Linked DNA regions of Gossypium hirsutum: regions 2 and 3 are each linked to region 1. The links are chromatin contacts, called in public Hi-C maps. All regions are on one chromosome and are shown on one strand. The core of a region is the stretch at or near the end of the contact, and the rest is flanking DNA. Distances in the headings are between cores, read along the strand shown. Region 1 holds the start of LOC107941334 (IQ domain-containing protein IQM3). Region 2 holds the start of LOC107935674. Region 3 holds the start of LOC107892301 (transcription initiation factor TFIID subunit 12).

Region 1 (3,348 bases), core at 210-2,709:
ATGTATCAAGGACATTTCTAGTTTGTTTATGGATAATCTTTCCTTCAACAACAATGTACTCATAATGTTCCCTTTCTTGCTGTTTACAACAACAGGGAATTAACAATTTCATTCAATCTTATTTGGAAAAAGAGATTGAATCTAACATATGAGTTTGCATACATACAGGTCCGAGATACTTGATGCATTGTTTTCGAAGCTTTGATCTTGAACATTCTTCGAGATCGACATCTTTGCCATCACCTATATCTAACCTGTAGGAAACAAAATAAGAAAGAAAGAAAAAAGGTGAAATCATTATTTTTGTCCTAGTACTATGCTCAATTTGAAGATTTAGTCCATCTACTTTAATTTGGTCTTCCTACCAATATTAATAGAATGAGAAAAATGTTTGGGGTTTACCAGTAGAAAAATGGTTGACCAGCATCAGTTTTGCACCATTCATCGTAGTAAATATGTAAGTTATGGCCATAACGGTGTCGTGGATCAATCTACAGTTGAAAAAAAGTGTTAGATTCAAAATTATCCAATATATTTTGTTTAATAAAAAGATACAGAAGAGTAAATTACAGCTTCAATCCAATGTTGAAAAGCCAATTTTTGTGCTTTGGCGTCTATGGACAACCCTTCCCCGACCTGACAAAATTCCCAACTTAATTATTTATGAAAATTAACTAAAAAAAAAAGACAGAACATGGAAACTGGGAGGTAAAAGAAAAAAAAAATAAAAAGAAGAAGAAGAAGAAGAAAATGCCTTAGAAGCATTTAAGCCAACGCGATTCCACCTTGAAGCAGCAGTTTCTGGTTTCAAATAATTAAAAAGGGAAATTGTGCTGTGATTAAGCCTTGCATAATTTAAAGCCAGCCACCTGAAAATAATAAAAATATTTACTATTAGTATTAAATAATATATATTTTGAAGACAGACAAAGATTTTATGAAAGAAACTACCAGAGTTCTTCAGCGACAACAGCGGTGTCTGCTAACCTACGCCGTGTCCGGTAACTCCTATACACCTTCTGGACCTTAACGGCGGCGTTGGAATGAGAAGAACCGCCACTGCGCGTCTGATTCGAACCCGGAGAATCTCGGCCGTCGGATAACGGCTCCAGCAGCATTTTCAAACCACCACCATTAACCACCGTCGGGAAATCCGATTCGCTAGCTTGGTTCGGACTATCCACAGATACAAATTCGGATTCCCCAAGTAAGCCGGCGTTCGTAATGTCGGTGGAGGAAATGTTATAAAACGGAGACTTTGACTGGAGATCGAAATTCGAAACAGCTGCTTGACTTTCAATTACTTCCATTGTTTTTCTTGGTAGCCAAATTTGAAGGAGTTTTAGAAAGAGAGAATCTTAGGGTCGTTGGTTTTGGAGAGAATACTTAAAAGAAAAAACCAGAGCCAAGGACTTAGAAAATCGCCGGGAAACCCACTTGTAAATTTGTAAATAGATTCCAGTTGGATTAAGAGTTAGTGAAGTGCGTGTGTGTTACGCGCTGAGGTTGAGAGTGAGATTTTGTGTAACTCGCTCGAGACAAAACAAACTAGTGACCAAGCATACTCAAAAGTAAAATCAATTATGATATATATTTATGGACTGACATTGCTCCGCCTCATAAATCATAAATCTGGCTTTAACAGTCTTTGAGTAAGGATTTTTGTGATTTTGTTATTATTATTATTATTGAATTTTATTAATCTAATTGAAAAAAATTGAGTGCCATAAATCTATTTTAGTTAAACTAAAAAAATATAAAACAAATAAATTCAACATTGATTAAATTTTAAATAAGACTAAAATTATTTCAAAGTAAAATAAGAGTGTGTTCTAAAAATTTGTATAAATATAAGTTCTAAAATTTTATGTAAATAAGCGGTAATTTTTTAAAATTTCTCATTATTTTATTTTATTTTGTTTAATACGGATAATCACATTATAAGATAAAAACTTCAATTTCAAAAATCATTTTCATTTGATTCTAATGTATGTTTTTAAATTTTCATTTTATTAAAAATTATTTATAATTTTTTACAAATACAATGATATCCTTATTGAATACTTTATATTATTTATTTCTAATATAATTCTTTTATAATTACTCTTTGATTTGTAAAACAAGATACTTTATATGGTCCCACCACTTGAGAAGTCGAGATCGCATTGCAACTCGAGGTCCTAGTTGACGGTGATTATATGGTCATGAGTTGTAGTGTAACTAGGGCTTCAAGTTTACAAATGTTGTACTGTCAAAGGATAGAATGTAGTTGGGGGCCCTAGTTGGCAGTGGTTATACGGGCACGGCAACAAGTTTCACCTTATCAAAGGAGGATGCTTTATAAAATCCATGCAGAAGTCTAAGATCATAGTCATAGTGAAAAGCACAAGGGCTTTTCAATATACCCAATTTACTCATTTTCTCCACCAAAGATGCTGAACTCGTTACATTAACCTATAGCAGAGTTGGCGACAATAAGGTTTCCAGCAGGAAGGAGTTGTTGTGTGGTGTACAAAAGATGAAATGCAAATCGGGTCGACAACGGTTGCTTGGTGAAACCCTAATTCTTTTGGGTCCAGCATTAGTTCTTATAATTTTGGTCCCCTTAGGTATTCATTTAGAAAGGATGTCCTTGTTTATAGTAGTACTTTAACAAAGTTTGCCTTTGAATTTTTTCCCTTTTCAAATATTTTTGGAGAAACTTTGTTAGATAAAGCTTTTTCTTTTTCAAGCAACTCAAGTTGCTTTTAATGATCCTCATTGTCACACCTAATTTTCCTTAAGCCAAAAAATTAGGAATAATTAGGGGTCAAATTGAAAGAAACCATAAGTTGGTGGTTTCTATTGAAAAATAGGAAAATTTAGCGGCTAATTTGGACATAGTTAAGTTTCAATTCTAGTTCCATTGGATGAGAACCAACTAGTTTGATAGTGGGAGACAAAATGATTACCAATGGATGATTTTTATAGGGTTGGTAACCGTACATAAAGTGCTATAAATAGCTGAGAAATGAATTCCTAGGTGAATTCTTCTCAATTTTGTTTAATTTTCTTCTCTTCTTCATATTCTTCTTTGTTGCTTCGAAGAAGAGATAATTATAGGAAGCTCTACATGGAGCGATGATCACGGGGTTTGTGTCTGAAAAATGGAGAATCTAGTGAGCTAGAGAATAGAAGCTTTGATGTTCAGAAAAGCTAAGCTGATAAGGCAAAGATGCATCAGGTGAGTTTCTTTACTCCATACATGGGTGTTCTTTGAATGTTATGACTGGTATGATCTTTGTTGTTTGAGAATGCCTTGTATGCATAAGAGTGGGTAGGTATATGAGTATCCATAAGTGTTTCAGT
Region 2 (3,299 bases), core at 651-3,150, 150 kb after region 1:
ATAGTATAGAATTGACTCCTATGTTTTCAACAATATTAAGATTTCAGCATACAAGCCGTAATTTCAATACCTCCTTTTCCTTAAGACAATTTTAGATTAATGGTTTTTTTAAAAAAAAAAATTGTTTTATTAAAAAGAGAAGAAAACCGCTTTCTCTTATCTTTCAGTGGACAAATATTAGTTTTAATAATTAAGATAAAGTTGAAATATTTTATATTTTAAAAAATTACAATGATGAGTTGTATTTTATTTCTTAACACTACATGATGAATGCATAAAAATTAATATTTTCCTGTCACCAGCTTCTTAGTGTTTGGGTTTTTTTTTTAATTAAGGGTATGTTTGCTAAATTAAAAATTTAATTACTAAAAAATAAAATATTAAATTTTTATTGTTAATTTTATAAATGAATTTATATTAGAAAATAGTTTAGCAAATTAATAAATATAAGTAAAACATATAATTATGTTGTTTGATAAAAGTAAATATTGATTTTAAAAAGTAATTATTTTTAATTTTAATTTTTATTAATATAACATTTTATATTATTTTGAATAATTTTAAATAAAAGATACATATGATAATTTGAATATCTTATTTTAAAAAAAAATTATTTTAATATTTTAATAAATAAAATCAACTTAATATGTTCTACATTAAATAATAAGTAATCAACATTTATTTTATTTAATATTTTTTAAAATTTTGAATTAAATAAAATTTATTATAATTATCAAACTCATTTTTTTTAAAAAAATTAAATATTAAATTTTTTAATGGAATGAAAATTAATACTCGAATTAACAAACAATAATAATAATAATAATAATTAAGGAAGTCTTTACATGCACGACTCTTTCATCTATATCATTCTTATTGTTTTAGTGACAATTATTTATCATTTATCTTTTCATAATGGGTTGTCTTTTATTATTTGTGTCATCGCTCATGAAAAACACAATGTGACAAATACATAGGAGATTGTTTTTATGAGTAAATTAATAATATTTGATGAATTTTGGAAGATAAACAGGGGAAATGGGTAAAATTTTCCAATATTTAGGAAAATAAATTAATTTTGAAGAGAGATCTAGTAAACTTAATACATCAGTTTTTTTAATTAGATGGGTAATTATTCGTGGCACATTTGTATTCTTATTTTCATGTTGATTTTAATTTTTTTTAAAAAAATTTAATTACTAATTAATAAATATATTTTCAAATTTTTTTAATTCATCTTTTTAATTAATAACTCTTTTATTTAATTTAAAAAAATTAAAACAACACAAAATTAAGAATATAAATGCAAATAAGAGAGGAACCAAACTCGAGTCTTAATAACATTTAATCATGAACAAAAAGAACTGACATATTAAGTCATTAAAGAAAACACATTTTCTAGAATGCTTTTTCAGACACGTCAAAAGAAAATATTTCATACAGGATGCGTTTTTAGTTTCTCTCTTCAAAATCGATATCTTTCTTTAGATATTGGAAAAATCAATTTAAATCCGTAATTATGTTTTTTTATATACTATATATAAATTTACTTTCTTTTTTGGCTAGAATAAAATTTATTTATTTTACTCTCTCTTTCTTTAATTTTCTTTTACTTTTGTGAGATTTATTTATGCCCATAATCTCTGTACGTTACCCATTTTATTATAATTTTCTTTTCATTTTAACATTAAAGTTGAATTTTAAAATTTAAAGGTATAATTTAAAAAGTAGAGCATATTCAAATTTAACAAAATCAATTAATAATATTAAGAATTAAAAATAGAGACTAAGTTATAAAAATGTAAAGTGTACAAGGACTGAAATCAGAATTAAACCCCTTTATTTATTGGTTGTTTTTTGGGTAAAATGTAAAATCCTTTCAGTATTATTATTTTATAATAAGTTTCTTTTTATCACTATCTTCACCTCGATATTGTGAACCTTCAAGATTTGAATCAGAGAAGGGAACTCTCCTCATTCTTTCCTTTCTCATTTTTTCTCCCTATTTATTCATTTATAGGCCAACTTCTTCGTCTTCTTCATCAAAATCTTATCTTTTGCTGCGTTGATTTTTTTCTGGTTTAAAGTTGAATTCTCTTCAACTCTTCCACTGTGCTGAAACTCAAAGCTTGTCGAGATTTTTCTAATTACACTGTCAAAAGTGAAAGGGAAATTCAAATAGATCTTTTGAACGATGGCTCGGAAGCATTTGCACGAGTTACTTCAAGAGGATCAAGAGCCATTCCTTTTGAAGAATTACATTGCTGATAGGCGTTGTCAACTCAAGAAATCACCACCTAAAACTCATCTTCAACTCCATAAACCAAAGCCCATCTCTCAAATCTCCAACTTTCCTTTAAATTTCTGCAAAAAAGCTTGCCTTTTCTCTTTCCATGACTCACCAGACTTGAACAAATCTCCTTTCTTTCAACCTAAAACCCCCAACACCAAAAACACCAATGGCACTGCTTTTGGGTTATTTGGTTCCATTCTAAAGAGGCTAACTCATCGTACCAAAAACCCAAAGCCTGAAACAGCTACAAAAGGATCAAAAGTTTCAGTGAAGGACATTTTGAGGTGGGATCCAACTGTGAGCAAAAACAATGTAATGAGTGAAGACAAGTGTGGTTCAATTTCTTACACTGGTACGCCTACCAGTGATGTTTGGTCCCAAAGCAATGAAGAAATGGACATGGATACTTCATGTAGCTCTAGTCCATCAGGGGATTTTGAAGAGGTTCTCATTTCCAATGAAGTTGTGGGAAATAACTCAACTTTTGCTTCTTTTGATAAGCACTTTTCTCAAAGCCCTTTACGTTTTGTGCTTCAAACAAGCCCTTCTTTCTCGGCTACATCTCCTAGTCTCCATGAAAGAAAGGTGAGTGCCTTTAATTGAATGATTACTTATAATCAATTGGTTAATTAAAACTGCAACTCTGATCTGGTTAAAGCTTCTTCATTTTGTTTGTTTTTTCTTTTTTTTGGGGGGGGGGGAGAGTAAACTCGTGACTCAGGTGACTGAGTTCTCTGACTTGCTTGAACTGTCGGCAAATTGAATCACTTTGCTGCAGATTTTTGGGGTCTAATTGCCGTTTTAGTCTTCTACTATGCTAAAATTAAAGTAGAAGGATTAAATCTCAAACATTAGCATACTAGAGGGACTAAAACCATATTTAGACCGCTGAAATTTAATCTGAATTGGCATATATGCCTGCTGGTTTCTGGTTTATTTGACTGGTATTAAGGGTTATATATGTCATTTAGTCATTTCATTTTGTTTAATTGTACCTTTGATTATG
Region 3 (3,328 bases), core at 48-2,547, 160 kb before region 1:
CACATTCGATGATAGGAGAATGGGGATTGGTATGTAAGGATCGAACCCTATTTCTCATGCCACACAATACAAGAATCTGGTCATGAAGCCAAGAGGCTGTTGGCAACAATAATGTGTTATATAGTAGATAATAACACCTTAGCTCTCTTGACGAACTCCTTAAAGCAGCTTACTTCAACCTACCAATACTATATTCAAACTAAGATTAAAATAATAATAAAAGTGAGGGAGAAAGGATTAGTATTTTCTAGATTCAACCAACAGTTCTAAGCATTCTTAAAATTCTAAAACATTATTAAAAACTCTATTAAAATATGCTAAAACTGTTATTACTGCGACCATTTAAATTCAACTAACATTTTTTAGCATCATTAGAACATTATTGACAAAAAATCAATGTCATTTAAATTAATAAAAAGAAATAATATACATTAATCCTTAAAAATAATACTAACTTGGGTAGAAGCGGACTGGCTAGTTGGTGAAGATGTTGGTCTAAGAGATGATTGCAAAGGCCTTTGTTGATGCTGAGCAGAAATCCCACCTGGTCTCATTTGTGAACTTGAACCAACTGATGATCCGATCCCTATTCCTCGCATCATCGGCCTTGCCTATGAAAAAATATATATATCACAAGAAGAGGAAATTTCAGCATCAAAAGCTCAAAATCGTGAATGAAAATAACCCACAAGCTTAAAATCCAACCTGGGAAACATTGGAACTAGAGGTTCCACCGAAGGAATGGCCAAAGGAACCGGTAAACGGAGTGGATTGCGAAGGTGAAGGAGAAGGAGGCAAGGGGCCAGAATGGGACGAAGGAACACCGAGGGCAATGCTGCCTCGCGGCTGAGAGGAAAATGAAGGGGAAGGAGGCGATGAGGCGGAAGGAGAAGAGGAAGAGAAATGAGTGAACTGGGAAGAGTGTTGTTGCCATGGCCTCGAGAATGCAGCGGCGGGTCTTGGCTGATGAGAGGGGAGAGCTGGTTTAGGGTGCGGCGGCTGTTGCGGTGGTGGTATGGCGGAAGGTAAGGGTTTCAGGATAGGGTTGGGGTTAGGGTTAGGGATTGCGGTAGAGGATGTTGACGGGGGCGTTGGCGTTGTTTGTTGTTGAATTTGTGGCTGCGGCTGTGGTTGCGGAGGTGGGTCGACGGCGGAGGAAGGAGGAGGAGCATTAGGGGTTGGCGGAGGTGGTTGCTGTTGATCCATCAGGAGTGCAAGGATGGAAGGATGGAAGGATTGAAGAGGAAGGTGATTTGTTTTACCAACTGTAGACGAGCTCTCTTTTTCTTCTCTGAACTTTTAAAACATACATTAAAATAAGCTATCGGCTAAACTACAAATTTAGATCTTAATTTTATAAAATTTGTCAATTTAATCCTATTTCTTTGTTTCGGGGTTTGAATGAAAATGTTTGCACTAAATATAAGGAAAGGGTAATAAATATTGCTTATAATATCTGCAAATTTTCTATGGGGATTGGATAGTTGTAATCTTCAAATTTATTTATTATCTGTATTAAATTGGATAATTGTAATCTGCTTTTATTGGATTTATTTTCAATTATTAAGTTCATCAAACTATCATTCTGCATCTAATCACCATTGCTTAATACACTTAATGCATCAAAATAGGCATCATCATTTTAGATACTACTAAGTTATTTAATTAATATTATTAATTCCTTAAATATTCTCATTTGCATCATTTAGAAATTTTCTTTCGACCATTTTATTAAGGGTTAAAAGTAAAAATTTATCAACGATTTTAAAAAGTGGATTAACGAGAAAGCATAAAGAATAGTCAAAGAAAAAAGCTCTTAAAATATGCAAAATTCCAGTGAAGGAGGTTTTGGTGATTCCAGATCTGACAGGGATTGGAACACTACGAAAGTGAGATTCAAAAAAGGAATCGAAAGGGAGATTGCTACTGTGGGTGTGGACTTTTATCTGACCCCGAATCTATCTTGGAAGGACAAGCTTTTGAGGGGAGGAGCAGTCATTTCTGGTATGGTTTGTAATGATCCTAGCGAGGGAAATGAAAGTGATTTTGAGTTGCTAGAAGGTGATGTGAGTACGACCATGGTCAATGGGATTCCAGCAATTGTCTTCTCAAACAGTATTTAAGAAATTCTCTTCAAAGAGATGGAATTGACGGTCGACTCAAGCTTTTAAGGCAAAGCATTGGTTATAACACTATTTATAATCAAATAAGTAGCTTATGGAAACCTACAAAACCATTCCATCTCATGGACATAGAAAATAATTTTTTTTGTTAAGTTTCAAAACAATGAAGATTGTAATCAAGTATTGACTCAGGGATCATAGATCATTTATAGCCAGTACATTACTATTCAACCTTGGACTAAAGATTTTAGTCTGTTACAACCATATCCCAATGTGGTGATGGCTTGAACCCGGCCATCAAGAATCCCTGGATTTATATACAAACGGAAGATCATAGAGGTTATCGGGGGGCTGGTCGAAAAAGTGGCAAAATTGGATTTTCAAACTGATAGCAGAACCAGAGGCCAGTTTGCTCGCCTGGTTGTGTTTATTAACATTAACAAGCATTTGCCTTCTCAGGTTATGGTCGACGGCGTCTTCTAACGAGTGGAATATGATGCACTTCCAACAATATGTTTTTCTTGTGGTAAGTATAGACATGTCAAAGATTTGTGCCTATCAATAATGGTAGATCTAACCTAGGAAAGTAATGTAGAAGCAGTGGTTGCTAACTTAGGCGAAGCCATCGCCAAAATAGAATGAAGGATAGGATCGAAGTACGGACTGTGGATGTTGGTGGAAAGGAAATCGCGACGTAGTTAAATAGATTTACGGGCTAATGACACGGTGAAAACTAGGAAAGAACCGTAAGGATCCAGATTTATGGAGCTAAATGGGGAGATGGGAAATAGTAATGGTGATGCTGATGAAGGAATTTCGGGAGGAAAATATAAGGAGAAGGTGAATAAGGCTTTAGGTGGTAATAAGGCTAATGTTAAGGAAATGCCTAAAGAAGGTTTACGTTCTAGTAAGGGTATAGGCCGTGGGGGCAATGCAGGCCTTGAGTCCTTTATGGGGCCTACTATGCATCCCAGTTTAGGTAGTACAAGGACTGTTAATTTGGGCCGTAAATTTAATGGTTTATTAGAAAAAATAATGGGAAAGAGACCCATGCTGGCAATTGAACTTGGCCAGGATAGTGAGGGGTCTGCTAATAAGGATATATCCAAATCTAACTCAAAATTTTTTCACTGGACATGCAGGTTTGGCACAGGATAATTCGACTGGTGATGGCTCGGATCTCGAAGTATATGGTCAAGGTGATA

What was found. Hi-C and Micro-C count contacts between places; a contact is called where the count stands out from the background.
Region 2: a Hi-C map of leaf shows a contact between it and region 1, with 2.3 times the contacts expected there. The contact joins the promoter of LOC107935674 here to the promoter of LOC107941334 in region 1. A contact is called at or near these places in 3 of 34 Hi-C or Micro-C datasets (all in leaf).
Region 3: a Hi-C map of fibers shows a contact between it and region 1, with 3 times the contacts expected there. The contact joins the promoter of LOC107892301 here to the promoter of LOC107941334 in region 1. A contact is called at or near these places in 15 of 34 Hi-C or Micro-C datasets (anther, callus, fibers and 4 more).

Annotation. Positions count from the first base shown.
Region 1 is chrA01:56,151,750-56,155,097 of Gossypium_hirsutum_v2.1, forward strand. It overlaps LOC107941334 (IQ domain-containing protein IQM3), which reads right to left and starts at 1,460. Exons shown (of 8, transcript XM_016874892.2): 1 at 952-1,460; 2 at 755-869; 3 at 571-636; 4 at 403-491; 5 at 167-254; 6 at 1-79. The coding sequence starts at 1,310.
Region 2 is chrA01:56,297,585-56,300,883 of Gossypium_hirsutum_v2.1, forward strand. LOC107935674 reads left to right here and starts at 1,901. Exons shown (of 3, transcript XM_016868297.2): 1 at 1,901-2,878. The coding sequence starts at 2,195.
Region 3 is chrA01:55,990,330-55,993,657 of Gossypium_hirsutum_v2.1, forward strand. It overlaps LOC107892301 (transcription initiation factor TFIID subunit 12), which reads right to left and starts at 1,298. Exons shown (of 10, transcript XR_001682609.2): 1 at 706-1,298; 2 at 456-611.